Linked DNA regions of Mus musculus: all the other regions are linked to region 1. Evidence: chromatin contacts called from public HiChIP or PLAC-seq and promoter capture Hi-C data. All regions are on one chromosome and are shown on one strand. Each heading gives the region's core, a stretch centred on a gene start, on an enhancer-like site or on the middle of the called end of the contact. The rest is flanking DNA. Distances are from core to core; before and after follow the strand shown. Region 1 holds the start of Eif4h (eukaryotic translation initiation factor 4H). Region 2 holds the start of Mlxipl (MLX interacting protein-like). Region 3 holds the start of Gtf2ird2 (GTF2I repeat domain containing 2). Region 4 holds the start of Vps37d (vacuolar protein sorting 37D). Region 5 overlaps Gtf2ird2 (GTF2I repeat domain containing 2). Region 6 holds the start of Stx1a (syntaxin 1A (brain)). Region 7 has its middle 12 kb from the start of Cldn4.

The links. Promoter capture Hi-C pulls out the DNA fragments that hold promoters and counts their contacts. HiChIP or PLAC-seq counts read pairs in DNA pulled down with a chosen protein or histone mark.
Region 2: a FOXA1 HiChIP or PLAC-seq map of pancreatic cancer cells shows a contact between it and region 1. The contact joins the promoter of Mlxipl here to the promoter of Eif4h in region 1. A contact is called at or near these places in 1 of 39 promoter capture datasets (cranial neural crest) and 1 of 115 datasets of contacts at active chromatin or transcription factors (pancreatic cancer cells).
Region 3: a promoter capture Hi-C map of pre-B cells shows a contact between it and region 1. The contact joins the promoter of Gtf2ird2 here to the promoter of Eif4h in region 1. A contact is called at or near these places in 19 of 39 promoter capture datasets (3T3-L1-derived adipocytes, the C10 cell line, the HPC-7 cell line and 12 more), 2 of 15 datasets of contacts at CTCF or cohesin (embryonic stem cells and large pre-B cells), 23 of 484 Hi-C or Micro-C datasets (B cells, CD4 T cells, CD8 T cells and 14 more), 28 of 115 datasets of contacts at active chromatin or transcription factors (the 230-238 cell line, the SCID.adh cell line, T-cell acute lymphoblastic leukemia and 18 more) and 5 of 9 other capture datasets (adipose tissue, embryonic stem cells, liver and 2 more).
Region 4: a contact with region 1 is called in a promoter capture Hi-C map of second pharyngeal arch cranial neural crest. The contact joins the promoter of Vps37d here to the promoter of Eif4h in region 1. A contact is called at or near these places in 5 of 39 promoter capture datasets (cranial neural crest, frontonasal cranial neural crest, liver and 2 more), 1 of 484 Hi-C or Micro-C datasets (erythroblasts) and 3 of 115 datasets of contacts at active chromatin or transcription factors (bone marrow-derived macrophages, embryonic stem cells and pancreatic cancer cells).
Region 5: a contact with region 1 is called in an H3K27ac HiChIP or PLAC-seq map of microglia, with 4 times the contacts expected there. The contact joins the enhancer-like site here to the promoter of Eif4h in region 1. A contact is called at or near these places in 2 of 39 promoter capture datasets (cranial neural crest and maxillary cranial neural crest), 1 of 484 Hi-C or Micro-C datasets (erythroblasts), 3 of 115 datasets of contacts at active chromatin or transcription factors (bone marrow-derived dendritic cells, microglia and thymic regulatory T cells) and 2 of 9 other capture datasets (liver and pancreatic islet).
Region 6: a contact with region 1 is called in a FOXA1 HiChIP or PLAC-seq map of pancreatic cancer cells. The contact joins the promoter of Stx1a here to the promoter of Eif4h in region 1. A contact is called at or near these places in 4 of 39 promoter capture datasets (cranial neural crest, frontonasal cranial neural crest, maxillary cranial neural crest and 1 more), 5 of 484 Hi-C or Micro-C datasets (CD4 T cells, cardiomyocytes, embryonic stem cells and 2 more) and 3 of 115 datasets of contacts at active chromatin or transcription factors (embryonic stem cells, microglia and pancreatic cancer cells).
Region 7: an H3K4me3 HiChIP or PLAC-seq map of bone marrow-derived macrophages shows a contact between it and region 1, with 5 times the contacts expected there. The contact joins the enhancer-like site here to the promoter of Eif4h in region 1. A contact is called at or near these places in 5 of 39 promoter capture datasets (the 3T3-L1 cell line, cranial neural crest, frontonasal cranial neural crest and 2 more), 6 of 115 datasets of contacts at active chromatin or transcription factors (bone marrow-derived macrophages, craniofacial prominence, embryonic limb bud and 3 more) and 1 of 9 other capture datasets (liver).

Annotation. Positions count from the first base shown.
Region 1 is chr5:134,637,827-134,641,041 of GRCm38.p6, forward strand. It overlaps Eif4h (eukaryotic translation initiation factor 4H), which reads right to left and starts at 1,583. Exons shown (of 7, transcript NM_033561.2): 1 at 1,415-1,583. The coding sequence starts at 1,473.
Region 2 is chr5:135,105,283-135,108,497 of GRCm38.p6, forward strand. Mlxipl (MLX interacting protein-like) reads left to right here and starts at 1,609. Exons shown (of 17, transcript NM_021455.5): 1 at 1,609-1,933. The coding sequence starts at 1,641.
Region 3 is chr5:134,182,550-134,185,764 of GRCm38.p6, forward strand. It overlaps Gtf2ird2 (GTF2I repeat domain containing 2), which reads left to right and starts at 1,489. Exons shown (of 16, transcript NM_053266.1): 1 at 1,489-1,709.
Region 4 is chr5:135,076,801-135,080,015 of GRCm38.p6, forward strand. Vps37d (vacuolar protein sorting 37D) reads right to left here and starts at 1,466. Exons shown (of 4, transcript NM_001199677.1): 1 at 1,262-1,466. The coding sequence starts at 1,399.
Region 5 is chr5:134,212,991-134,216,205 of GRCm38.p6, forward strand. It overlaps Gtf2ird2 (GTF2I repeat domain containing 2), which reads left to right. Exons shown (of 16, transcript NM_053266.1): 13 at 62-145; 14 at 977-1,160; 15 at 1,651-1,679; 16 at 3,146-3,215. Among named protein-coding and RNA genes, the nearest start is that of Ncf1, 15 kb to the right of the region's middle. Within about 2 kb of position 1,616, at least 84 of the 459 cell types and tissues checked have an H3K27ac peak or open chromatin away from gene starts, as enhancers often do. A contact at or near this core is called in erythroblasts and microglia, where this site is marked.
Region 6 is chr5:135,021,873-135,025,087 of GRCm38.p6, forward strand. It overlaps Stx1a (syntaxin 1A (brain)), which reads left to right and starts at 1,610. Exons shown (of 10, transcript NM_016801.4): 1 at 1,610-1,738. The coding sequence starts at 1,709.
Region 7 is chr5:134,957,619-134,960,833 of GRCm38.p6, forward strand. No RefSeq gene overlaps it. Among named protein-coding and RNA genes, the nearest start is that of Cldn4, 12 kb to the left of the region's middle. Within about 2 kb of position 1,698, at least 135 of the 459 cell types and tissues checked have an H3K27ac peak or open chromatin away from gene starts, as enhancers often do. A contact at or near this core is called in bone marrow-derived macrophages and pancreatic cancer cells, where this site is marked.

The sequences.
Region 1 (3,215 bases), core at 333-2,832:
ACTCTATCTTTAAAACAAAAAAAACAACCCAATGGGACGTTAGTACAAATCCCATACCTAGAAAGCCATCCCCAAGGGTATTCATGCTAACATTTCATCCAACACCTATTTTTATTTTTATTAGCAAATAAAATACGTGTGGCTCCACCTTAGCCCCAACTTCCTCCTTCTGAAAGCATGAAGAGTACCCAGTACACTACTGCAACCAAACAAGACTGTGACTCACTCTCAAACCCAGGTATTTAAAGGTGATCATTCTTCACCTAACAAAAGACACTTTGGGGGCAGCCACCTAGGAAACCCAACACCTCAGTACAACTATTGTGATATTCTCCGGGCAAGTCACCTTTGCTGTAAAAAAGGATAAAAGCCAAGTGTGTCCTTGACAAATAAACAAGACGATTAAATTGTCCCATAAAACTCCTATAAGCTTAAAAAAAAAAAAGAAAAAAAAGCAAGTGGCTGATGCTTGTTTATTTCTATTGTTTGGCAGGAGACTGAATCCAAGATATGCTAGACAATCGCTCTGTGACTGAGCCACAACCCCAGCTGGTAACGTGTTATTTAAAAGGGCACAAACTATCCGGGCGCCCGTTTTTTGGAATTATGCACCAGGAGCTATCTATTCATCAGTAAAGGATTTAGGGAGGTGGGAGGAGGACTGGTTTTAAAGTATGTTGTCTTTATCTGACCGGAATCAGAACGAAGCGAAAGCGATTCCCCAGGTCAGGGAAGAAACTGGGAAGAAATCAACAATCTCCGCCAGCAGACACGTAGTATCTGTCAATAAGGCATTCGAAACGCCAGGGAGGCAGAGAGAAAGAGCCACGCACACTCCCCACTACGGTGGATTTGTTTTGGTTCAGGTCCCCGCTCCCTGTCTCCCTCGCTGGATCCGACGGTCCCAGCATCCAGACTCGAATCGGAAGGGAAATCGCCCCTCTCGCTGCCGGCGGGCCTCTCGCAGAAGCGACCCAGGGGCTCCGCCAGGCAGCGGGGACCCTGGAGAGGGGCAGGCCGCTTCCGCCGCCGCCGCCCGCTTCCGCGCTGCATCCCAGCCCGGAGCGCGCTGGGGAGAAAGCTGGACGCGGCGGGCGGGCACTGGTATCCCCGGGAAACCCTCCGGTGTCGCTGTGATCTAACTTTCCGACCGAGGCCCCGCAGGGTGCCGGGTCCGGGGCCGGCGCGGAGCCGAGGGCAGGATGTGCGCCGCGAGCAAGCGAGAGACCCGCAGCCTAACCGTCGCCAGCCGCTCCCGGAGCGCGCCATTTCCAGGCCTCGCCTCGGGCCTGCTCAGGCCGCTTCCCGCCGCCCGTCTCGAGTGAGCGCGGCAAGGCCGCCTCCCCCTTCGAACCTTTCGGCACTCCCCCCGGCCGAGCCGCTGGCCCGCCTGACCGCGCCCCGCTCGCCTCACCCTCTACCGCCGCCGAAGCTGCTGTAGGCCCGATCGTCGTAGGTATCGAAGTCCGCCATTTGCCGTCTCCGCTCCTTGAGGAACCAGCGGGCCAGCGAGGAAGGACCCCGCAATATAACTCCTCCTCCCCCCGCCCGCCCCGCTACCGGGGCTGTCCGCCGCGCTGCCTGATCGCAAGTCGCACGCACGCATGCGCGCGCCGCCGCGCCCGGCCTTGGGCCGACGGGGCCCGCTGCTGGCCCCGGCGCGCTCTGCGGCCCACGTGGTGCGGCGGCCGGCCCCCGGGGCGCCGCGCGCACGCTCTGCCCTCCCAGGCCCATTGTGTGCTAGCTTGCTGCTTTCACGCGTGGTTGCCTCTTACTGTCCTTGCCCCGCCCTGCCCCGTGGTCACCTACCCCTCGGGCGTTGTCTGTCACCCTGCACGCTGCTTTCTCATTGTCACTAGATTCAGTTTGGGTTTTGTGGAGCCCAGGCTGGCCTGGAGCTGGGGCGCTGTAGCTGAGGATGACCTTGAACCCCTAGTTTTGTTTTTTGTTTTTTTGGGTTTGTTTTTTTGTTTTTTGCTCTCTCCCTTTCTCAAGGGCTGGGGTGACAGTGTGCCACTATGTTGGGATCTCTGGTATCACGTTAGATTTATTAAAGTGCCCTAGGTCTGCCCCACTTGGTCCCACTTGGGCACAATTCTTCAGGACAAATGGTCCCTGGGTAAAGCTAAAAGGAAGACAACCTGTTCTAGGTAGAGGTCCCTAGATGACCAAGGGCAGAAGGCTTGTAAGTGAGAATGGTGTGTGTGTGTGTGTGTGTGTGAACAAGACGAAGTGAAATATCTTTGTTTTTGAGACCTGCTACAAACGACGTGGTGGTAAATATCTGTAATCCCTACTCTAGGAAGACTGAGACTGGTCTCCAAAATAAAATAAAATAAATAAAAAACAAAATAAATCTTATAAAGACAAAACAAATTGTATTCTCTGTCTGGGTATTGGGGAGGGGTGGTGAAGATGAGGCTGTTTGTAGTTGAACTGATAAGAGATTAGATATGTTTTATTTTTGCAGGAGTCTGCTCTGAAAAAGAAATTTTAAGGGTGGGCAGGTGGGCTCAGTGAGTGAGGATGTTTGTTACCAAGCTTGACCTGAGTTTGATCCCCAGGACCCACATGGTAGAAGATGAGTCTCTCTCTCTCTTTCTCTCTCTCTCTCTCTCTCTCTCTCTCTCTCTCTCTCTCACACACACACACACACACACACACACACACACATCTAGCGGGAGGACCAGGTACATAGACCCTGTCTCAAAAAAAAAAAAAAAAAAAAAAAAAAAAAAATTCAACCAAGATGGACAGCTCCTAAGAAGTGACTCCTAAATTAGGAAGTGGTAGCAAAGGCCTTTACTCCCCTCATTCTGGAGGCAGAAGCAGGCGGATCTATGAATTTGAGGCCATCCTGCTCTACAGAGTGAGTTCGAGGACAGCCAGGGATACACAGAAAAACCCTGCCTTGAAAAACCAAGAAGAAGGAGAACCTCTGAATTTTACAGCACTTTTTTGTACCCCTGACACACAAAGACACAATGTTTTAAAAAAAACAAAACAAAACTACAGAACAAACCCCAGGGGCAGGAGAGGCTAAGGACACTCATTGTCTAATGTTCCAGGGGCTTCATTTCTATCTCTAGCAACCACATAGCAACTCAAAATTGTAACTCAGCTTCAGGGGCATCTGACAACCTCTTTTAGCCTCCAAGAAGATCAGAGAGTATCAGGTACACGTGAGGTACACAGACATACATGCAGGGAAGATA
Region 2 (3,215 bases), core at 359-2,858, 470 kb after region 1:
CTGGCATAACCTCAGCAAAATCCTGGGTTCAATCCCCAGCAGGGCACAAACAAACAAACTCTTGTCTGAGGCACACCACACCGGAATGACAACAAAGCCAAACATCTCAAAGCCTGATCTAGATGTCTAGATGTGGTTGAAAAATTGCTTTAGGGACCCCTAGCTTCCCCAGCAGTGTTCCCCAAGCCTCCTGTCCCAGTGGAAAGGTTAGCTATGTCTGAGTGGGGTGGAAGGATGGAGGGTGACTCTACTTCATCTCACCCCCCAACCATCGGTTGCTCTCCAAACAGCTTCATCTGCATCTCCATTCTGTCTCCCAGGCCCCGAGAAAGTCTTTGAGGACCTCAGCAATATCTAGAAAGATAAGCTTGTCTATAAAACTCCCATCGCTGTGGAAGCAGAGACAAGAAGACCATAAAATTTAAATTCTACTCTCCATGGAAAGTTCCATATCTCTGGGTGGTGGTGGAGGTGCGTGCATTTAATCCCCGTGCTCCCAAGGCAGGGGCAGGCAGATCTCTGAGTTCCAGGCCAGCCTGGTCTACAGAATGAGTTCTAGGACAGCCTGGAGTACACAGAGAAACCCTACCTAGAAAAACAACAAAACAAAAATAGAAAAAGAAAGAAAGAAAGAAAAAAGGAAAGGAAGAAAAGCAGGAACAGAAAGAAGCTAGGCTTCAGGGCTGGTGAGAGAACTTCCCGAGGAGAAAGCCCGAGTGCAGGGAGGTGATCTAGAGAAGGTGAACTCTTAGAGTCCACTTCTGAACTTTGCTGTAGAGGCATAGGACAATCATAAGAGCGCCTGGGTACAAGCAAGCATTGGGGTTCAACCGCACAGGACCCTGGGAAAGTGAAGAAGGCAGGCAAGCGATTTACTGAACTCACTATGAAGCAGAGGATGACCCTGAATTTCTGGTTATCCATCTATCTATCTTATCTATCTATCTATCTATCTATCTATCTATCCTATCTCTCTCTCTCTCTCCATCTATCTATCTAGTGTTTATGTGTCTAGGAATACATATGGATCTCAGAGGTCAAATTTTAAAAATCGAGTATTTTCTTCCAACATGTGGGTCCTAGGGTTTGAACTCTTGTCCTCAAGCCTGGTGGCAAAGGCTTTTACCGGCTAGCGGTCTTGTTTGTTGTTTGGGATTTTTTTTTTTGTCTCTTTCTTTCTCTCTCTCTCTCTCTCTCTCTTTCTTTCTTTCTTTCTTTCTTTATTTCTTTCCTGTCTGTCTGTCTGTCTATCTGTCTGTCTGTCTCCACCTCCCGAGTGTTACACTTACAGAATCACCCCCATGCTAGTGTCTGTGGTTCGGAGGATCGAACCCAAGGCTTTGTGCACGCTAGCCAGCCCCAGCCCAGTCCCAGCCCCAGCCAGACTTTCTGAAACCTGAAAAGTAGAGACTAAAAAGTGCTCTCAACAGAAAGAAAGGCGAAGCACCGCCAAAGCTCCAGGATCAGTGGTTTCACACCACGCTCACTGGTTATGCTAATTTAAACATCACCTGCCAACTAAGGGCCACGCCCACCACAAGGACCTATCAGGAGAACAGGGGCGTGGCCATGGTAATTAGGCGCAGCTGGCTACGTTAAGCGCTCTCCAGAGCGCCCGAGAGTTGGCGACAATAGTGGCCATGGCGCGCGCGCTGGCGGATCTATCCGTGAACTTGCAGGTCCCCCGGGTCGTCCCTAGCCCGGACTCGGACTCGGATACGGACTTGGAGGATCCGAGTCCCCGGCGCAGCGCGGGTGGCCTGCATCGATCACAGGTCATCCACAGCGGACACTTCATGGTGTCTTCGCCGCACAGCGACTCGCTGACCCGGCGACGCGACCAGGAGGGGCCCGTGGGGCTCGCCGACTTCGGGCCGCGCAGCATCGATCCGACACTCACCCACCTCTTCGAGTGCTTGAGCCTGGCTTACAGGTGAGGGCGGACCGGGGAGCCTGAGTCCCAGCTTTCCGTGGTGGGACCGCGCACTGGGGCTCCTGTCCCAAACTGCTACGGGGGACGCTGGACACAACTTAGGCATTATCTTCCTCGCCTGGTCCTGCGCAACCCACGGACCCTCATGAATCATTTGTGTCCCATCACTTGCTTGTGGCGCCACTGTCCTGTCCTCCACCTTTGTCTCCACCTTTGCAGGGCCTTCTACGGTTGGGCCCCCGCTCTTTGATTCTTCTGCTTTTGCACTTAAATGCCAGGTGTCTTTCACACTCCTCAGACTATAACCCATCCCGTCCACTGCCTCCCTCCACTCGTGGTATGCCTGGACTGTTTCGTTCATCCTCAGCAGTCCCTGCAAAGTCCCACTCTTCCCTGCACGCTGCAGTTATCCCGTGGTCGCCCTCATAGGCAGTGTCCACTTACATGGAAACAGTTTCTTGCTCACTTGCCCAGACACCATTTATTTTGGCTTGATTTAGTTTGGTGAGCCAGAGTCTCACTCTAAAGTTCAGGCTGGCATTGAGCTAGGTAGCCCAGGCTGGACTCCCATCTCGGCCTCCCAAATACGGGGATTACAGGCATGAGCCACCGTGTCTGATTTAGAACGCTACGTCAAGGTTGGCGGGAAGACGGTGCCCAGCACCTGCCCAGAGCCAGCAGAGGGTGCTGCAGTCCACCCTAGGTCGGGTAGGGAAAACCTGGTCTCCCCGAACCCGGTAAGAGGCTGCAAGGCAGCCAGGAACCCTGTAACTACGGCTCAGACCTCCGGGGCCGCACCCAGCTTCAGCCCCACCTATGTGTCCCCGAGGAGGGCGCGAACTGGGGTCTTGGCCCAGTGCCCTGGAGCAAAGTTCCCGGGAGCAGTGGGAAGAGGATAAATTATCAACCGAAAACAGTAGGAGAGAAAGGGGGATCGGCCGGCCTTGATCTTTCTTCTCTGTAAATATCACGCTTCTTCAGCGAGCCTCCTCCCCTTCGTAGAACCGCTGGCTGTAGACCGGCACCTGCAGCCCCACAGGGGACCTGGAGCTGGGGTGGGAATTGCGGAAGAGCGTGGCCCACCTCGTGGCGGCAGAGCCACGCGACCCCATTGGCTGGAGGCAGAGTAACCTTGGCCCACAAGTTCTGGCCTCAAGCCCAGGTCATGTTGCAACCTGATAGTTCAGGGCGCTGAGACCAATGTGGAAAGTTCAAATTCCCTGTCCCGTTGCCCCTCCCCCGCCCTTGGACATCATGAGACTGCCTGGGAAGGGGCCATCTA
Region 3 (3,215 bases), core at 239-2,738, 460 kb before region 1:
TTTTTTTTTTTGTTTTGTTGTTATTGTTATGCTTTTTGAGACAGGGTTTCTCTGCATATCTTTGGCTATCGAGGAACTTATTCTGTAGACCATGCTGGCCTTGAACTCTGAGATCCCCCTGCCTTTGCCTCCAGAGTGCTGGGATTAATGGCCTGTACTACCACCCAACACGGAAATGTTATTTAATAATCCTAAAACTAAGTAAGTCAAGGACTGAGGGCAGACAGCAGAGCTTGGAGACAGAAAGTAGGAAACGTCATGGCAATCTGAGAGTGGGAAGAAAGGAGATTGAGTGGGAGCCAGAACAGCCACCAAGCACTGTGCCCTAAAAGGCCACATTGCAAGGGTGAGTGACCTGATTTTGACAAGTAGCCAGAGCAAGAGATTTTCAGGCTGGACGAACACCATAGGATCTAGCAATCAGTGACCCACTTGTGACCTGGGAGGAAAGGATTTATTGGAGCCAGCTCAAGAACACGAGCAAATACAAACTATGTCGGAAGCTACACAGCCTTTCCTGATATGAACAAAGTGTTCTCATTTTATTTTGGGACAGGATCTTATATGTAGTCATGGCTGGCCTCAAACTCAGAGAGATTTGCCTATTTCTTCCTTGTGAATGCTAGTATTAATGGCATGTACACCAAGCAACAAATCTTTAAAAGTATTTTTTAAATATTTTATTTTTTTTAAGCGGGTGTGGGTGCATACAGAGGCCAAAGGATTCCAATCCTTTGGAAATGCGAGTTACAGGCACGTGTGCTGTGCTTGACACAGACACTGGTCTTCTGAAAGCACACTTATCAGCTCTTAACAGCTGAGCCACTGCTCCAACCCCCTTTCCAGTATATTTTAAAGCAAACAAACAAATAAAACTGGAACCCTTGTAAAGTGGGGCTGGAGGGATGGCTCCGTGGTTAAGAACACTTGATCAGTTCCCGCATCCATACCGTCTGAAACTCCTGGTCCAGGGGATACTGTGACCTCTTCTGGCCTCCCCGTGGTGCATATAAACAGGGTGGCAAAATACTTACAACAGATGGTGCTTTACGAATAGCTCCCGAGACATGCAGCCACGCAAACACAAGAACATAGAACTGACACAGGCACAAAAATTAGTTTTAAAGGAAATGCAATGTCCTAAAAGGTAGGTGGTGTGATGGCGCACGCCTTTAATCCCAGCACTCGGGAAGCAGAGGCAGTGGACTCTGAGTCCGAGGCCAGCCTGGTCTACAACGCAGGCTAGCCAGGGCTACAAGAAAAACTCTGTCGCGGGGGGTGGGGGGAGTGGGTGCCTGAGTAACACGTGGGGTGACCTCTCCGCTTCCACGTGCACGCACAACCACATTTTAAAATATCTCTATCTATCCAGAACGGCCATGCACATCCAGGGAAGGCGCGAAGCCACGTGCACGCCACGCAGCCCGGCCGGCGGCCTCGCGGAAGCCGTCCTGCAGCGCACCGGAAGTGGCCGTCCCCACCGGGGGTGCTTCGGCCACGCGCGGGAAGCCGACCTTCCTTCCAGGAAGCAAACAAAGACAAAAAATAAAATAAAAAAGAGGGAGAAAAAATAATAAAAACGAAAAACAGGAAGGGAGCGGAGAGGAGGCGCCCGCGGCCCCCGAGCTGCGGTCGCCGGCGCAGAGCCGCTGCGCACGCGCAAGCCAGGCTCCAGACCCCCGGCGCGGCCCGCAAAGCAGGGCCCTCAGGTGCGTATCCCGCCGCCGCTTCCCTCACAACTTCCGCTTCCGGGAGTCCCCGCCGGGGCAGAGCGATCTCTCGGGGTGCGTGGCGGGACCTTCGGGCGCCCGGTGGTCAGCGCCGACCCCCATTTTCCCTACCGCGATCGGGCCGTGAAGAGTGGGGGGCGGGGCGGGGAAGACGTGGGGTTAGGCGACTTTCGCACGCCAGGCGCGCACCAAAATCTCGCTTTCGATTGGTTGTGACGGGGCGAGGAGGCGGGGAAAGCTGCGCCCGGTGCGTGCCGAGGTCACGCGCCACCTGACGTACCTGCGCTGTGTTTAGAAACCCTTGATTGGTTAGGGGAAGGGGCGGGGCCATCGCGGTTGCCTAGCAACGGCGCTCTGGCTCCACCTTCGGCGGCTGGCTTTGCTTGTTGGCTCCAGGATTATGGGGGCGTTTGGTGTTTGTGGCAGCCAGTGGTTTAGGTCGATGAAGAGAACGGAAGAAAGGGCCCAGCCTCCAAAATGTGGCTTGTGTCTGGTCTGGTTGAGAGTACAAGGTGGCCTATGGCCATAACAACTAGTACAACAATCAAAAAAAAAATTTTTTTTTCCAGACAGGGTTTCTCTGTGTAGCCCTGGCTGTCCTGGAACTCACTCTGTAGACCAGGCTGGCCTCAAACTCAGAAATCCGCCTGCCTCTGCCTCCCAAGTGTTGGGATTGAAGGTGTGCGCCACCATCGCCTGGCTCAAAAAAATTTTAATTTATTTTAAAACGTTTAAAATGTTTAGTAACTTTAAAATTTAAAGTAAATTTTTACAAATTAAAATTCACTATAGTAATGTATTTAACCTATTGCACCCAAAACATTATTCTAGAATGTACTTATTTCAGCACAGAGAACCAGAATGAGCCGGCAACGGTGGCCTTCAAATGGATCTGAGAGTTCAAGGACTGCCTATATATAGCAAGTTCCAGGCCTGCTGGGGCTACACAGTGGGACCTTGTCACTAAATAAATTATAGCCGCTTTATTGAGATACAGGAAAACTCATCCTTTAAAATACAATGCAAGTCAGAAAAAGAATTCCTTCCAAAGTAAAATAAAAACAAAATAACAGAACTCAAGCCTAGTGTGGTAACTCAAATGTGTCTGTCAGCCCAGCACTGGGGATACTGAGGCAGGAGGATTTCAGAGAGTTACAGGATAAAAGAAAGAAAGAAAATGGAAGGGAGGCGGCTGAAGAGATGGCAGTTAAGAGCTTGTACTGCAGGCCGGACATGGTGTCGTACAACAGGCAGATTCCTGTGAGTTCGAGGCCAGCCTGGTCTACAGAGCAAGTTCCAGCACAGCCAGGGCTACACGGAGAGACCCTGTTTCAAAAAACATTCAAAAAAAAAAAAAAAAAAAAGCGTTTACTGCTCTTACAGAGGACCGAGGTTCAATTCCCAGCACCCATGTGTAAATTCAGGACCACCACCACCTATAAATCCATTTCTAGGGCACCCACTATCCTTCCCAGCCTCCTCCAT
Region 4 (3,215 bases), core at 216-2,715, 440 kb after region 1:
TTTGGGCCCCAGTTTCTACTACAATTAAAAACAAAACAAAACATAAACAAAACAAAACAAAACAAAAAACCCGCCTAGCTCACCGAGCTGTTGTGAGACTTAAGTGAACCAAACTATGAAGGCCTCTACAAATGTTAGTTAATTTTTAATTTTTCAATTAATATGTCTGCTTAGGTCCCGGAGGGCTCCCCCCTCCCTCCTCTGTCCCATTTTCTCCGCTTGGACAGCTTGCCTCTCATACCAGGCCTTTGTCTCGCTTCCTCCTCAGGTGTTTGTGTGGAAAGCATCCCCACCCCCTGTTCTGACTCTTGGGGGAGTGATGTTTTCACCCCGAACCTTCCCAGCAACCCCCACTCAGGTCACCCTCTCATCTCTTCTACCCCCTTGTTGGCCCTCTAGTGGAACCCCACACGCCCCCGCGAACACAACACACACCCCCTTTGCTTCTGTGGTCCCCTGCCCCTGCTAGCTGCTCACCTAGCAGAAGGCAGCACTGGGGCCCTGAAGACGGCTGTTTGAGCCTGTTTCTAGGAGGGCCAAGCCTAGCTCCCCGCCCCTGGAGAATGCGCTCCCTCCATCTGTCCCCTGATCCATGCACAAGCCCCTCCTCGTCTGGCTCCTTGTAACACACACTTTCTCTTTCTGTACCCCCCTCCCGACAGACAACCAGCCCGGGCCTATGTCTCCCGTGAAATATACAACTTTCTCTTATGGTGGCCTACAGAATACAAGCCTCTGTATTCAAAGACCCATACCCAATGGCAGACACAAAGCCCCCTCCCCATCTAATGCATTACTACCCCCCCCCCATTTTCCCAGCTATCCTCCCCACCCCAGGTGTCAAGCAGGCCTTCAGTTCTCCCCCCCCAAACAAGGCGCCTCCCCTTTCTGGCCCTACAGAACGTGGGTGTGCTGAGCCAGGGCCCCCCACAACACAGCTCACCCTCCACCTCCCGCCCCCCAGAACACACCTCCCCGGAGCATCCTCGGGAGGGCACGCCTCGCGGCCATCCCGGGGTGCACGGGTGCATCCCCGGGCGCCCCCCTTCCGCACCACTCGCCCCAGGCTGGATCGGGGCGCCCCCCATCCCCCGGGGGCGGCTCCGCGGGGCCCACTCGGACGTGCCAGGCTCCCATGATCCCGAGGCCTGGCAGCTCCAGGGGGGTGGCCTCCGCTGGCTGGGTCTCCGGGTCCCCGCAGGCCGCAGCCCGACCTCTCCATCCCCCCACACCCTCCTCCTGCCCGCGCCCCCCGCGTTACCTTCCTGCTGAGCCGCACGATCCGGTCCAGCTTGGGCTCATCTTGAAGCAGATCCCGGAGCTGCCCGGTGCTGAGGATCCCAAAGCGCCCCGGGCTGCCGGGCTCCGGCCCCGCCCGCGCCGCCCGGGCCCGGTACATACCGCCCGCCCGCGCCCCCAGCTCGGCTGCTGGCTCGGCCCGATCGGCCCCGCTCCGCCCCGGCTCCGCTCCGGCTCCGCTCCGGGCTCCGGGCTCCGGCTCCAGCTCCAGCTCCGGCCGCGCGCTGCGCTGGCCGCGTTCTGCCACCAGGGGGCGCCTTGACCGCTCTTAAAGGGGCAGCCGCCGCGGCTGGCCAGACTGGGGGTGGGGCAGATAGGGGGCGGGCCGCACCCGGAGATCTCCCGCCGGGGTGTTCCCGAGCCATAGCAAACCTGTCGCTCAAAGCGGGCTCTCTCCCGAAGTCCATCCTCCCACCTATGTCTCGAAATCCAAATATCCTCTCATCTCGCCCCTTCATCCTGCCACGCTTCACCGCGGACCCTCCCACCCCAGGAGCCTACAGTTTGCAAGGTTCTTTCACATCCCCCTCTTTGGATACCTACAGCTCTCTGAGTTGGGCTGGGCGCCAAAGCCCCTGTCTGGCTGCTAACTTGGTCACGTCATTCATATCCTCTGTGCCTCAGTTTTTTTCATCTGTGAAATGGGGGATTTGAAGCACCATGAACGTTGAGATAGCGAATGCTGAGTGCCTTTGGGGCAGGGCAGGTGAATATGTAACTAACTTCCTGAGTTTCTGTTACTTTAGAGATACCGAGGCGTCACAGAGTGTTAGTGGCGCTTAGCCATAGTCTGTGTGTTTACAATGCCCTATATTCCATCCCCAACACCACCAAGAAAATAAATTAATAAAAGGTAATTTACAAAATAAAACAGATTTTAAAAATCTCAAAAGATGACATCACGTTCCTGAAGTCCTATTACTCTGATTGACAATCCTTGTTCCCCATCTACAAGGAGTCCACAGGCTAAGGCACAATCTCATTTAGTGCAACACAGAATGGCAGAGGCAGACGTGGCATAATCCCAGCACTATGATGACTGAGGCAGGGGGATTATCTAGATTTTGATACCAGTCTGGGCTTTATAGAAAGGCTCTGTCCCAAAAATACAGATGGTAGGAGCAAGAGAGATGTGAAATGTTTGTCATACCACAAGGAGGATCCGAGTTCAAGTCCTAGAACACAGGTAAGAAGCCAGACAAACCGGGCGTGATGGTGCACGCCTTTAATCCCAGCACTCAGGAGGCAGAGGCAGGCAGATTTCTGAGTGCGAGGCCAGCCTGGTCTACAGAGTGAGCTCCAGGACAGCCAGGGCTACACAGAGAAACCCTGTCTGGGAAAAACAAAACAACAACAACCAACCAACCAACAAGCATGGTTGTTCAGGTTCTTACTCACAGTACTGCAGAGGTAGCTGGACTCCCGGGGTTCCATGGTCAGCCAGCCTAGCCTGATCTATGAGGTCCAGGCCCTGTCTAAAACCAAACCAACAAACAAAAGCAGTCACAACAGCTGGGTGTTGACCTTTGTTTCCATGTGCATCTTCCCCCTGCCACGTACACATATATAATGAATGTGTTCCCTGTACACACACACACACACCACACACACACACACACACACACACACTCACTCACTCCCCACTATGAAGGCACATGACTGGTTCCAGCCAATCATAAAGACTTATGTGAAGAGGTGACAACTGAATGGGGTTTCAAAGGCTGAATAGGAGTTCTGGAGAAGATTGTAAGTCAAGGCATAGGGACCAAGAGAGCTCAATAAGGCTGTCTCTAATCCAGCTTTATCCTCCTGCCTTAGCTCCCAAGTGTTAAGATGACATGTGCGCACCACCATATCTGCTCTAACTTAGCCATAACTGAAATCCACTCATATGAAAGGACCCTACCTCTGGAAGC
Region 5 (3,215 bases), core at 366-2,865, 420 kb before region 1:
TGTCTTGAAGAGGAAAAAAGTGTATGAATGAGCCTGGTTTGTGTCTTCCTATTATTTGTAGATAATGAGAAGGAGAGGCTCTCAGGCCTCGAAAAAATTAAGCAACTGCGAGAACAAGTAAACGACCTCTTCAGCCGCAAGTTTGGTAAGTTTCTGTTGTTGGCACACATCCATTACACTTAAGTGTGTGTTGGAGGGCATGCACACACGAAGACACTGTCCTTGGAGACCAGAAGAAGGCGTCAGAGCCCTTAGTGCTGGAGTTACAGGCACCTGTGAGCTGCCCAACATGGGTGCTAGTAACAAACGCAGTCCTTTGGAAGAGCAGCAAGTGATCTTAACTGCTGAGCCATCTCTCCACCTCCAACATTTATAGACTTTACCCACCCCACCCCTTAATGGAGTACTGAACATTGAAAGTACTCTAGTCCTGCTATAATCACTTGCCGAAATTTCTTTTCTAGTTATTTATTTTTGAGATAGGCTGTGACTGTATGACATAGGCCAGTCTTGAATTCAATCAAGATATTCTTGAAAAGTGCCGGAATTACTGCCCTGTGCTGTTTTTGGGTAGTTCAAAAATCTCCAGGGAGTAGGCAGTTCTTGAACTTTTGATTCTCCTGATTTTAGCCCCCTGAATAGCTGGGATCCTAGGCCTGTGCCACCAGGTTCAGCACAGTCATTGTTGGGTTTGGAGACAGCAATGTCACTGTCTTGGCCCAACTGACGTCAAACACTTAGACTCCAGTAACCTTACCTCTTGGCTACTCAAGTACAGATGTGCACCTCCAGGTCTAGCTCTTGACACTAAAGACAGAGCCCAGGAAGCCTGGCGTGTGAGCCAAGCATTTAAGAATTCAAGTCCATAGACTCTGACTCAAAAACAACAACAACAACAGACAAACAAACAAAAAACCTAAAGCTTTGAAAACTAAGGCACAGAGGCATCCAGTTTACCCCGCACCTCTCATCACAGGGGAGGCGATCGGAGTGGACTTCCCCGTGAAGGTTCCCTACAGGAAAATCACCTTCAACCCTGGCTGTGTGGTGATTGATGGCATGCCTCCGGGGGTGGTGTTCAAAGCCCCCGGGTATCTGGAGATCAGCTCCATGAGGAGGATCCTGGATGCTGCAGACTTCATCAAGTTCACGGTCATTAGGTGAGTGAGTCCCAGCTCCCCTAGAGCAAGCTGGAGATGGGCAGCCGCCTAGTGAGCAAGTCTGGAGCCCAGCCAGGAGACCAGCCGGGTGGGGAGGGGCCACCCTTCATCTTGGAGTCAGGATGCTCCAAGGCATTCCACTCTCTTCTGCTTCTGCAGCTGTGCCTCTGGTCCTGTTCCTCTCATTATTTTTTATTATACTTATGTATGAGGGGCTTGTCATGGCACATGTGTGAGGACACTTATGAAAGTCAGTTCTTTCCTTCTACCACGTGGGCCCCAGAGATTGAACTCGGGTCTCGGGTTTGGCAGCAAGCATCCTCACCCACCGAGCCATCTTGCTGACCATTGTGGGTTTCCCCCCCTCAGCCTCACTTCCGAGTTTGCCTAGCTAGCACTGTGTCGACACCACCAGAAGTGTGGAGACACAGCTAGCTGGGCCGAATGAAAACAGACTTCCTTCCCCTGTTCCTCCCCTGTCTCCCTGCAGACCACTTCCTGGACTTGAACTCAGTAATGGTGAGTATTTTGAGAAGCAGGAACATGGCAGGACACAATGGTTTGTGTAGTGTCATGGTGGGCACTTAGCACAGGGCCCTCCCACCTGCAGCCTGGAGCCTGCCAGTAAAGCAGGTGGCCTTTCAGATGTGCTGGTTTGGTTTGTTAAGGGCCTGGGGATGACGCCCAAGGTCTCTCGAGACCTAGGCAAGTGCTCTACCTTTGACCTACACCCAAAGCCCTATTTACCTTTTATTTTACTTCTCTTTTGTTCCTTGGTTTTTATTATTGTTGGTCTCAAGGTGCAGCTCTGCCCAGCCTGGAAACTCCCTGAGATCCACCTGCCTCTGCTTCCCGTTTGCTGGGTCACAGGTACACAGCACTGCACCCAGCTGTCTGGTGTTTTGAAGACAGTGTCTCACTCCTTCAGTCCCAGACACTTGCCTACAATTTATTATGTGGTCCAGGCTGCCTTCTAAGTCACAGAAACCGTCTTGCTTCTGCCTCCCAAGTGCTAGGTTACAGGCTCCTGGCACCATACCGGGTTTTATGTGGTGTTGGGTATCAAAGCCAGGGGGGCCTCTTGCATAGCATGCAAGCACTCTATCACATCTCCAGCCCCACTACAACTTGTTAAGATACATATATATATATGTATATTTATGCTGTCAGGAATTATTCCACTTAACTGTATAGTGGCTTCAAACACCAACACACCGAGCCCAGTATGCTGCCGCAGGTCTGTAATCCCAGCCCTGGGGATTGCATGAGTTGTAGGCTAGCCTGGTCTACACAGTGAGGCCTTGTCTCAAAAAAAGCCAAAACACACAAACTCAATCCCCACTAACACGTGCACATATAACCACACTACTCACCTGAGTTAGGTGGGGGCTGACTCTACCCTGGCACTTTTGAGGTCTAAAGCTTTGGCAAGTCGTGTATTTCCTTTGCTTGGTCCCTTTTTTAATATTTCAAAGCTCTCTTGGAAGTTAGGCAAGGTGGCCCACAGCTGTAATCCCGGCACTGAGGAAACTGTGGCCAGAGGCCCACTAGGAAGGAGTTCAGGGCCAGCCTGAGCTACAAAGTAAGGCAGTCTCAAAAACAAACAAAAACAATCAACAAAACAGTAAACATGCCAGGCGTGGTAGTCCATACCTTTACTCCCAGCACTCAGGAGGCGAGACATGTGGATCTGTGAGTTTGGGTCCACCACCCTCGTCTACATAGTAAGTTCCAGGACAACCGGAGCTATGTAGAAATACCCTGTCTTTTTTTTTTTTTAAAGGCCAGAGAGAAGCTGGAGATGGTGGCACATGCCAACCATCTCACATTGATGAGGTGGAGTTAGGATCAAAACGCCAAGGTCACTGTTGGCTCCCTAGTGAGTTTGAGGCATGCTGGGGTATCAGGACACCCGCTCTCAAAATTAAATAGAACAGGGCAAGGGTTAGGGAGTTGCCAAGTCACCATTCCATGTCTCTATAAAGTGGGGAAACGGAAGATAGACCAGGAGGGCCGCGTGTTTCAAGAAAAGTGGGAGCGAGCCTATTTCTTCGT
Region 6 (3,215 bases), core at 360-2,859, 380 kb after region 1:
GGAAAGGCTATGGCTCTCTCCCGTGCCAGGACACATTTGTCTCCTGTCAGATTTTTCTAGGGACGGAGGGGAGGCTGAGCCCGTGTCCCAGCGTGCCTGTCAGCCAGCCATCTAACCTGCACTGAAAGTCTGGGAGAGGTGCCAGGGCCAGACACACTGGGCAGCAGGAGGCTGGATCCAATCCAGAACCGTGCCTTGGTAACTCTAGTGTACAAGGAGGTGTGGGTGTGCTTGGCTTGGGGTCAAGAAAGCCTGAGACCACTTGTGTGTGTGTGTGTCTGTGTGTGTGTGTGTGTGTGTACTCTGTAACAAGATGCTGGCAGGAAGCTAAAAGGTACATGTCTGCCAACCGGCAGGCTCTTCACGTTGCTCTACAGGGACCAGCATACCGTTCACGTTGCTCTGCAGGGACCACTGAGATCTTTCCACTGGGCCTAGGTTTGAACAGCCTACAGCTTCCACACAGGAAATAAGACGTCAGGCCTGGCATTTGAACTCCGGGCTGGAGGCATGGAGGGGTGGGGGTGGCAAGCTTTTTTTTTTTTTCCTTTTAAATATCTTAAACATTTCATTTATTTGTTTGTGTATGTATGTATGTATGTATGTATGTATGTATGTATGTATGTATGTATTGTGTGTAAAGAGAAAGGCAGTCAAATTGAATCGAACAGGTGAGCTGAGAAACTCTGGGGAGAGTAAAGAGGCAGCAACCCGGTCTGGAGACAGGGGGGTGCTCAGAAAGGTGGGAAGGTTTAGAATTGACCACTACAGAGAGGGCTTTATTTTACTTTATATTCACTTGGCCATGTGCCTCCTGCCTCCATCGTGTGGTTGCATATATGTGAAGCACGGAGCTCACTCATGTGGCGGTCAGAGGACAATTTACAGAATCCAATGCTCTTCTTCAGTCACGTGGGGCCCAGGGCTAGAACTCCAATCGTTTGTTTGTTTGTTTGTTTGTTATTTTTCAAGACAGAGTTTCTCTGCGTACCTTTGGCTGTCCTGGAACTTGCTCTGTAGGTCAGGCTGGCCTTGAACTCAGAGATCTGCCTACTAGGATTAAAGACATGTGCTATCATCACCCCGCTGGAACTCAGATCTTTAAGCTTAGTGGCAAGCATCTTTACCTGTTCAGCCATCTCAGGACAGGATGGGTGGTTGGAGGGGGTTGCCGGGGGTCGGTTCAAGAAGGGATTTTCAAACCTGGCATTGAGGCTCATGTCTGCAAAACCTGTACTCCTGTGGCTGAGGTAGGAGCAGGTGTTCAAGGCTAGCCTGGGCTACACAGTGAGACTATCATTGAACAAAGTGGAAAGGGTTCCACTCCAGCAAATCCAGGGGAAAGGAAGGACTCTAAGAGTCAGAATCCAGGGTCTATCTAGATAATGGGTGGCTGAGCAGAGGTGGGGGCTGGGGCAGAGAAGGGCCAAGGAGTTGGAGCTGCATCTAGACAGAGATCACTAGTTGACGAGGGGAGGAACCAGGTCCCGAGGGCTGGGTTTGTACCCCTTTGCGCTCCCCGTAGGCGGAGCCCTGGGCGGGATATATCCGGGCGTGGAAGCATGATGGGCGTGGCCAGCTGGGGTTGGGCTTGGGGGTCCCAGGGACTGGGGCGGGGCGCGGGCTGGCGCTGCGCAGCCGCGGGGCGGCATCCGCGCATGCGGGACTTACTCGGTTGCAGCCGGCGCCTACTGCCACTCCCGGGAGCATGAAGGACCGAACCCAGGAGCTCCGCACGGTGAGTCCGATCCTCGTGCGCCGCTCACCCGGCGTCTTGTAATTCTCCACTTTGTTCCGGCATGCCACCGAGGCACCTACAAGGGGACGGAGGGAGCCTTGCAAAGCTGAGGGACCCTCGAACCCCCATGGGAGTCCCACCCCTCCGATCTACTTCTGGTCACGGACTCGAGCCCTTCAGCACCGGGACTGATGGCTAGAACCTGGGGTTTTGAGGAACTTTTCAGGGCGTTCCTGTTTGGGGCGATTTGGAGGGCTGTTAAGGGGTTTCGGTGGCGGGATGCAAAATCGTGACCGTTCTTCGCCCGCTTGTCACCGTCCTTGCACTGTCCCCTGGAGGCTGAACCTCTCGTTTCCTTCCCACCCCCCTGCCCAGAGTTCCCCTCCCAACCCCATCCTTGGGCGCGCTGCGGAAACGAGGCCGCCGGGTGGGGGTGGCCTCTGCGGGAGCCGTCTCTTGGGGCTCCCCATCACCTGTGGCTCCCATCACCTGTGGCTCCCGATCCACCCTGGTCGCTTTAGGGATACCCGGCTTGCTCTGGATTAAAGGACTCAACCATATCTACCCTTGGTCCACCTTTGGGCTTCCAGGCAACCCAGGCTGTCATTTCCCAGACCCTTCCCGGATTGCCAGGTCTAACTGCGACCTGGATCTATTTTCCTACCTGTGTGAGAGAGGCCTCTGGGGTGTGGCTCTTAGGGCGGGGTTTCGAGATGAGTAGAAGGCAGTAGAAAGGTTCTAAGTCAGAGCCCATGATCCTTCAATCATGAGACCCCACTTTTAACACAGGGGAGTGCCCTTCTCTGGCCTCAGACCCTAGAGGGACAGAAATTAAGCTCTCCCGTGAGAGGGTTAAATAAGGGCGCCACATCAGATTGTCATATCTGATTCCTCAGCAAACCCCACCCGTTGATTTCTGGGTGTCCCCCCAAGCTGGGTGGCGTCCTAGATCCCTCTCATCTTGTGCCCCACTTACAGCCCTTCATAGAAAGTTTTGTTTTGGGGCTTTTGACCTAATGGCTGTGATTTCTGCCTAGCTTCTCCATCTGTGCCTGGATCCCTCTACCATAATACCAGCCATATCTATGCTCTCCAGTCTAGCCTTCATCCTGTTCCTGACCTGCAAGCGACCCCCACATGCCTTCAGACCTGTATTATTCCTGGCTGGATGCCCAGTGCCTCATCTATTTCAAAGGAAACAGACAGCCTTTCAAGTCATATATAGTGTTTAAACACTTCCCCACCCGCCCCTTGTCGTTGCCCTCAAGTTTCCGGTGTTTTTATGTTTTACGGTTTTTTGTTTTTTTTTTTTTTTTATGTAAAATCCTTCTCTGTACCCCAGGGTGGCTTGGAACTATATAGTCTCATTGGGTCTTAAACTCAAAGCAATCCTCCTGCCTCGACTTCATGAGTGCTGAGATGACAGCACACACTATTGTGTCAGACTGGTGACAGATTGAATCAGATAGCATGTCCA
Region 7 (3,215 bases), core at 448-2,947, 320 kb after region 1:
TACTTTCCCTGAAATTTGTTAATTTCACAGGAATTCCTTCCCTATTAGGTGCTGGGGGTGTGTCTCAGTGGTAGAGCACCAGCCCAGAATACCTCCCCCAGGGGCTAGAGCAGGGTTAAGCAATTCCTAAGACCCTTGGCTCCTCCCCTGACATTACATGACCTCTGCCATAATCTCTTTACCACCATTTCTGTTGCCAGTGACTATCAGCCCACTTCCTCACAGCACTCAGGTTTTTTAAGTAAGGCCACCTCCTCTCATCCACCCCTCTCCTCCTCCGAAGACCTCATTTCAAGTGGCCTGGTTTCTAAAGGCTGTCTGTCTGCCGGTGGCTTAGAGGGACAGCCCGTCAGCCCTACACAGCCCCATAGAGCCCCACACAGCCCCCACAGGCCCTACACAGACCCACACAGACCCCACACAGACCCACAGTCCCCACACAGCCCCCACACAGACCCACACAGCTCACAGCACCACACAGCTCCGGGACCCTCGAAGTCTCTCTAATCTGATGCCCTAACTCGGTTTACCTATCCCTGCAGCCTCCCCAGGCAAAGCAACCCCAGTGTCAGCAAACTTCCCTAAGAACCTGTATAGGCTGGGCACTGGGCTAGGAACCTTTCTAAAACAGGAATTGGACTTATGTCCCAATTAAACTGCCAGATGGTAATAAAAATGAGAAAAACCAAGGTTCTGGGAGCTGATGTGACATCCCAGGCCTCTCCAGTAATGGCTAGAACAAGCTTCATTCTCTGCTGGGAGATGCTCTCTGGTTTTCTGATTCCCAGTTGTCTTCCACGTGCTGAAGGCTGCTAAGAAGTTGTGCCACTGAGCACACTTTCTTTCTTTCTTTCTTTCTTTCTTTCTTTCTTTCTTTCTTTCTTTCTTTCTTTCTTTCTTTCTTTTTTTCTTCCTTCCTTCCTTCCTTCCTTCCTTCCTTCCTTCCTTCCTTCCTTCCTTCCTTCCTTTCTGTCTGTGTGTATTTTCCCGAGACAGGGTTTCTCTGTGTAACCCTGGCTATCTTGGAACTCACTCTGTAGACCAGGCTGGTCAGACAGCCCACAGCTTCCTGTAACTTTGTTTGCGCACACACAAACTCACATGTATATAATTTAAAAATAAATAAAACTCAGATCTTCTGAAAGAGCAGTACGTTTTCTTAACCACTGAGCAATCTTCCAGCCCCACTTATATTTTGAGACAGAGTTCCACTAAATTACCCAGGCTGGTCTTAAATTTACCCTATACCCTAGGAAAACCTTGACCTTTTGTTTCTCCTGCCTCAGTAGCTGGGTTAACATGCCTCCATTACCAGGCCCAATGTGGGTAGTTTTGAACAGATCCTTGCCCTGGCCATCTGCGATTCGCAGGAGTAACTGGGCCAGGCGTTGGGTTAATGGAAGAGCTGTGGGTAGGTAATAGGGCATCCAAACAAAGAGAGACTGGGCTTCATTGGTGGGAAGGAGACAGTATGTCTGTCTGAGCCAGGACCAGCCAGGACCTCGTGAAATCGACTTCCTAGCCCTAGTCTCCAGTGGGCTGAGTACATTTGGGAAGCTGATAGGGCCAGCTCCCTGCACAGTTCACATATCTGGTGACGTCAGTTTGGAGAGAGAGAAGCTCTCTGTCCCTGTGACACATATGGAGCAGCTGAGAGAAACTGGCAGACTGGCCACGAGACTCCCTGGTAGACAGCCAGTGAGTCAGCTGTGACAAGGACAAAACCCAAGGAGTCCAGGGATCATAAGTCTATATGGCTCCAGCCTGAGTGACTCAGCGGTTTCATCGGTTGTATTATTCCTCCCTGCTAACAGGTGCAGAGGTCCAGCCTCTTACGATCCCTCCCCACCCTGGATAATATACTCTCTCTTGCCACCCACAGATTCTCCCTGGGCTCAGGAAGTCCAGCTGTCAGCTTTGGGCCCTTTAGCTTTGTGTGTTTAAATGGGCCTATGGACTTACTATATGTGTCATTGTCCATGTGTATCTGTGTACATATATGTGCTTCAGTGTGTATGTGTGTCTGTGTGTGTGTGTGTGTTATGTATGTGTGTGTCTATGTGTGTGTGTCTATGTGTGTGTGGTATGTATGTGTGTGTGGTATGTATGTGTGTGTGTTTGTGTGTGTATGTGTTTATGTGTGTGTGTTATGTATGTGTTTGTGTTTGTGTGTGTATGTGTTTGTGTGTGGTATGTATGTGTTTGTGTTTGTGTGTGTATGTGTTTGTGTGTGTGTGTGTATGTGTTTGTGTGTGTGTGTATGTGTGTGTGTGGTATGTATGTGTGTGTGTGTGTGTGTGTGTGTGTGTGTGCGCGCACGGGCACGTGCTAGATGCCACTCTCATCTATCTTCCTCACCTGATCCTAGGGACCACACCCAAGTGTTGAGGCTTAGGGGCAAGCTTCTTTGCCTGTTGAGACATCTTGCTGGCTCCTTGTTTTAATATCATATGGGTGCTGGCTCGACACGTGGGTCCTCATGCTTGAAAAGGAATTCTTCTTACCAGCACACCTTGTTGTTGTTTTAAGATTTATTTATTTTATTTTATATGAGTGCACTGTAGCTGTCTTCAGACACACCAGAAGAGGGCATCGGATCCCATTACAGATGGTTGTGAGCTACCATGTGGTTGTGGGAATAGAACTCAGGACCTCTTGGAGAGCAATCAGTGCTCTTAATCGCTGAGCCATCTCTCCAGCCCTACACCTTATTTTTTGAAGCAGGGTCTCTCCCTTTGACCTGGGACTCCCTGATTCAGCTGAGGGAGCCCCGTGGATCTATTTGTCTTGTCTTCCCTGCACATGTTATAAACAGGAGCCATCAAGTCCAGCAGGGGTTCTGGGGATCCCAACTTGGGCCCTCACATTTGTGCAACAAATACCTTATCAGCTGAGCCATCAGCTGAGCCCTCTCCTTTGCCACCTGCACCTCAGGAAGCTCTGGCTTCCTGCTGGCTCTCAGCTCTGCATCAACCCAGGCCCAAGAAAGGGCACAGCCCACTGTGATCTACTGCATCCCCTGGAGACGGAGTGGAGCAGAGCCAAGAGCAGCCAAGCTTGTGGTTAGTTTTGAACTCTTTAATTATTCAATGTTCTTTTTATACCAGGGCTTAAGCAACAGGGCTGGGATGTTTGGAGGCCTCCTAAGTGTTCCACAGTTCCACCTTCCTGCCTTTCCTCACATCCTCCCTTCATTTGCACACGCCCCTGCTTCT